2 separate regions of the Pan troglodytes genome follow, and region 2 is linked to region 1. A link is a contact called in public HiChIP or PLAC-seq data. All regions are on one chromosome and are shown on one strand. The core of a region is the stretch at or near the end of the contact, and the rest is flanking DNA. Distances in the headings are between cores, read along the strand shown.

Region 1 (2,700 bases), core at 27-2,526:
ATGATGGATCTGGTGAGGTATAATTCCTGCTAAAAAAAAGTTTGCCCTGGCTGGGCACAGTGGCTCACACCCGTAATCCCAGCCCTTTGGGAGGCTGAGGCGGGTGGATCACTCGAGGTCAGGAGTTCGAGACCAGCCTGGCCAACATGGTGAAACCCCACCTCTACTAAAAATACAAAAATTAGCTGGGCGTGGTGGTATGCACCTGTAATCCCAGCTACTAGGGTGGCTGAGGCAGGAGACTCGCTTGAACCTGGAAGGCAGAGGTTGCAGTGATCCAAGATCGCACCACTGCCACTCCAGCCTGGGCGACAGAGTGAGACTCTGTCTCAAACAAAACAAAACAAAAAACCCAACATAATTAGAAACAAACCTACTGTATACTAACCAGTCCTGAAAAGCAAATGGTATCTTTATGTTCAACAGATGTTTACCAGGATCTTTAAAGAGCTAGAGCTCCTAAAAGCAACTCCACAGAAAGGAACAACAGAAACTATTAAGAAATAGTTCATCCACCTAAGTTATGATTAAATAAAGGATTTAGGTCGGTCGTGGTGGCTCACACCTGGAATCCCAGCACTTTAAGAGGCTGAGGTGGGTGGATCACCTGAGGGTCAGGAGTTCGAGACCAAGCTGGCCATCATGGTGAAACCTGTCTCCACTAAAAATACAAAACAAAATTAGCAGGGTGTGGTGGCAGGTGCCTGTAATGCCAGCTACTAGGGAGGCTGAGGCAGGAGAATTGCTTGAACCCTGGAGGCAGAGGTTACAGTGAGCTGAGATGGCGCCATTGCACTCCAGCCTGGGTGATGGAGTGAGACTGTCTCAAAAACAAACGAACACAAAAACAACAGGGAAAAAAAGGATTTAGTTAAAATTTAGTATGAAAACAAAACAATAGGTTGAAAGCCATTCCCAGAGTTACACTTGTGTGCTGAAAGAAATCCAGAGCTTTTCAGTCCAACAATTCGGCCCCACCTGCAGGGTCTTCCTCAGCATACCTCAGGTACATTTCCTGACTGGCTCCCTGATCTTCATTTGAGAACGTTGTCGCATCCCGGTTTAGATGGTGGTAAGAGCAGATCACTCTTCATTGGCGACACATCTGTCCTACTAGAGACTACAACCTCAGAGTTTTCTGCTGTTAAATTCTTATCAGAAGCCTGACTATGGGCAGACAGAACATGCAATACTCTGGGTACTCTAAATTTACTCCTGATCATCAAAAGCTACATATTCGCAGAACTGCTTTCAATGACTTGCGCTTTTGAATTATGTCACTGCTGGCCTAGAGTGGTGGAAGGAAACTTGCCATTGTAATGACTGAGAGATTGTGACTTAATAGGTCCGGGGTGGGGCTGGACATCTGGATTTTTAATAAGCTTGTCACAGATGTGTCCCAAGGTTGAAAATGACTGCCCTGTTTTGCATAACGTGGAGGGTTGTTGAGACTATTGTCATGGTGTATTTACTGTGTCCCCCTCTTAAAGAAGAGACGCAGGGGCAATTTCCCTTAGGTCTCAGTCCTGAGTTGATCTTACCAACACCGTGAAACTGACTGATGGTGTTTAGAGGCAAAGCTACCGCTCCTTTAAAACATTTTTTTATTCATAATCGACACACAGTAATTATTCCTACTGATGGGCTGCGGTGTGCAGCATGGATGGACATATACATCGCATAGTCATCAAGTCAGAGTATTTAACATGTCCTTGACCTCAAACGTATTGTCTCTTGGTGGTGAGAACATTTAAAACCCTCTCTTCTAGTTATTTTGGCACATACAGTCCACTGGGCAGGACCTAAGGGCGGCATTGTGGGTGTGGTGGCAAGCACAGGGCTTCAGAACCAGAGCCCCCGGTTTAAAGCCCCGCATCATCTAGGTTGCATAATCTGTTTCTCATTAATATAATGGAGACGATGCGTCCCTCGCCAAAATGCCGTTAAGAACTCACGGGCAAAAACGTGTAAAAAGCCTGGGCCGGCGTCCGGCACGACACTCGGGGCCAGGGAGCCAGGGAACCAGGGAACTGGCGCGTACGGCGGACCCGGGGCTCCCAGCTCCTCCTCCCCGCCAGAGGCCGCACCTGCGGGGCCTGCCGCGTGGGTTCGAGAGCCGCCTCCGGCCGGGGAGGGCAGAGGCCGGTGGGGCAGCGGCAGCGGCAGCGCGCAGGGCGCTCGTCCCCCCGAGGCCGGCTTCGCGCGCCGGCGCCGGGCGCTTTGTTGGAGCCAGGCCCGGCCCCCCGGGCCGCCGGCCGCGTCGGGCTCACCTGCAGGCGGTGGCTCTTGACTAGGTGCATGTTGAGCGCGGGGCTGTTGGGCAGGATCTTGCCGCAGCCGCGCACGGTGCACAGGATGTTGGTCCGCACGGCCCGGGACAGCTCGCTCACCGACGGCTGGATCAGCTCCCCCGCCGGCGGCGCGGGGACCGCGGGCTGCTGCGTCGCCCCCGCGGGCCGCGGCCGGCTGCCCCTCAGTCGGGGTCCCGGGGGCACCCACGGGCCCGAGGCGGCGGCGGCGGCTCCTCTCGTGGCCGCCGGGACGGCCCGGGCACCCGCCGCCAGAGCCGCGGACCCCGCCGCCGCCGCCTCCGAGGCCGCCATGGCTCCCGCACGGCCGCCGGGCCCAGCTCGCAGGCCCCGCCCCCGCCGCAGCCACTTCCGGCAGGGGGCGAGGCCGCCAGGCTTGTTAGCATCCGGC
Region 2 (2,700 bases), core at 54-2,553, 280 kb before region 1:
TAGCATTCCCCCCTTCCCTTTTATTAAAACAGCAACCTAGTTTGCAAGAAGGTTGCTAAAAGAAAAGATAGTCTCCTGCAAGATCTGATACACTTGTATAAGCACTGTCTTATCAACCTTTTAATTAACCTGGTTAGTTGAGTTGGCAAATCTGGTTAAGCTTTGCTTTACTAAAGTATTAAAATGCCCTTAGTCGCAAGGCTCTCACGGTCCTCGGGTTGTAACAGCATCCTGAGAATTCGCTACAGTTTACTTCGACGTGTAACTCCTCTTTTAAACAGTTACCAGAATGGAGCTGAAAACACACGTTTGGCAAGGAGAAGAATTTCGCCCGGAGGTTCGGACTACCAACCCAAGGAGAACATCGAGAGGGTTTTCTCTGCCTGCACCCAGCGAGGCGCTGTCTGTCCGGCCTCCCAGCGGGCAGGGCGCTCCCTGCCGGGTTGGCGGCGCCGGCCCAGCCCCCGCGCGTGGATTCAGAGGCGAGCGACTGGCGAACTTCAGCGGGGACCGCGGGCCCGGCCTGGGCGAGGGGGTGACTCTTCCTCGGCGCGGCCTCGCCCAGCCCGCAGGTGCGGGTCCCGGCCGGCCCAGGACGGCGTCTGGGGGACTCAGGGTCTCCGAGGCCGGGCGCTCGCCGCGGCGGTGGGAACCGGGAGGGACAAGGCGGGGGATCGCGGTCCGGGTCCGGGGACAACTCCAAGGGGCGCGGGGGTCCCGTGGGGAGCGCGGGCCTGGAAGCCACAGAGGCCGCCCTGGGGACGCGGTCAGCGGGGCCGGGTTCCGGCGCTTGCCGGGAGGGACGCCGCGCCAACGGTGACGCGGGGACCCCGGCGCCGGGGACAGGGGACAGGGTCTGGGGGCCACGCCCGGCCCGGCCGCCCCGCCTCCGGCTCCGGGCAGCACCGCCGCGCCCGCCCGCCGTAGCCCCCTCCCCACCTGATGTACGGGCTGGCCGCCGCCAGGATGTTCTTCTGCACCGGGATCTCCTCCCCGTCGAGGACCAGGTGCGCGTCGCAGAAGCGAGACTCCTCGCGGAAAGAGCTGAGCGCTCGCAGCAGACGCGCGGCGTGCTGAGGGTCAGACACGGCACTGCCCTCAGCCATCGCGGCGCCCGCTCCTCTGCCGACGGGTCCGGCTCCCGACACCGACCGGCCGGACCCCTCGAGCGGCCCGAGTCCTGCGCGCGCGCCCGCCCGGCCCGGCTCTCCGCGCTCTGAGCAGAAGCTGGAGCCCCCGGGACGCGCCTGTGCCATCCGCGGCGCACTGGGCCGGCGCCTTTAAGAAGCCGCGTCGTGAAGTCATTTCTCCGCGACGCCCCCGCACCGTCGCTCCCCGCCCTCTCGCCTCCGCTGCTGGAGACGGCCAATCAGAAGCCTCCTTCCTCCGCCCGCCTAACCAGCTCCGGCTGGGTGCAGCGGAAGGTGTATCCGGATGACATAGGTCGCTGCCGCGATGGAGGGATGTGCGGGCGGGCTAGGATTCCGTGGTTAAGCCTGTGGCCTCTGGAGCCGCGAGTTTGAATCCTGGTTGCAGCTGTTCCACTTACTAGCTGTGTGGCCATGGGTAAGGTGCCCATCCTCAGTTTCTCCGTCTGCAAAATGAAAGCGAATTCTTAGTGTTGTTGTGGACTCATGAGATGATGCATGGAAGCAAGGGCGAAGTCGCTGTAGCTTTCTTTATTTATGAGAGAAAAGGAGCTGCCCAGGTGAGGGGACAAAAACCCGAGAAAACAGACCCGGAAAAGATGGTTTTGGTTGCGGGCTACGAAGGAGACGTAGCAGATGAAGCTGGAGAAGTCCGAAGGAGGCCTTAAATTTTGCAGGGCCTCCTTGGTGTGGGAAGGAGTTTGGTTTCTGCAGGGGTGAAGAACCATGGAAGTACCGTATTTAGCAGGGGGTTTTGTGCAGGTCACTTAGCTCCTGCGTGCAGAATAAGGCGGGGATGGATGTGCTAAAGGCAGATCTATGCTTAGGTATTGCAGGACTAGAGAGAAGGGAATGGGCACCTGGATGAAAGGGTGATGCGGGGGGGGGGGGTAGACAATAGTGGATTGTTTTAAAAAAAATTGTGAGGGAGAGGGAGTTAAGGATAAATATTCTGTTTGAGTAACTGCATGCATGTTTGCACCTTTCAGGGAGAGCTAGGAAATGCGGAAGGGGTGGGCAGTAGAGAGGCAGATGTTTAGATTCAGACAGGCTCCCAACCCAGTGAAGATCAAAGCTGTGATAGAAAGGATCGCTGGGTCAGCTCAGCTGGCAGGCCAAGCCCCACGGTATCTGAAGTTTCCCTGGAGGTTGCTCAGGGCACATGGGCGTGTGGAATGTAGCTACCATTTTGTGCAAACGTTAGGTACTCCATAAGCCTCTAAAAAATTAGCAATTTTATGAGGACTCCGGACCAGAAGAATGTGGCTAGCATTCCAGGCAAGACAGGATGGAATTTTCACTGTCCTTCAACCAACTGAAAGGCTCCAATAAAGTATTGGGTATTTACCCTGAACCAGCCAAGGCTTTGGAGTCACTGGCAGGAATCCAAGTATCTAACTGTTTTCAGGGCAGGAGAATAGATGGGGAGGGTACGGCTGTGGAAGACACATGCATTTCCACTTTCTTCTGTAAATGCAGCTCAGTGTTCCCGGATGCAATGATAAAGATGTCTAGGATTTGCTTCAAAACAAAACAAAGGGATGGGGAAGCA

The links. HiChIP or PLAC-seq counts read pairs in DNA pulled down with a chosen protein or histone mark.
Region 2: a contact with region 1 is called in an H3K4me3 HiChIP or PLAC-seq map of stem cell-derived excitatory neurons, with 5 times the contacts expected there. The contact joins the promoter of GAN here to the promoter of ATMIN in region 1. A contact is called at or near these places in 1 of 7 Hi-C or Micro-C datasets (stem cell-derived neural progenitor cells) and 1 of 1 datasets of contacts at active chromatin or transcription factors (stem cell-derived excitatory neurons).

What each region holds. Positions count from the first base shown.
Region 1 is chr18:79,197,748-79,200,447 of NHGRI_mPanTro3-v2.0_pri, reverse strand. ATMIN (ATM interactor) reads right to left here and starts at 1,276. Exons shown (of 4, transcript NM_001280340.1): 1 at 1,002-1,276.
Region 2 is chr18:79,474,690-79,477,389 of NHGRI_mPanTro3-v2.0_pri, reverse strand. GAN (gigaxonin) reads right to left here and starts at 1,303. Exons shown (of 10, transcript XM_054668491.2): 1 at 940-1,303.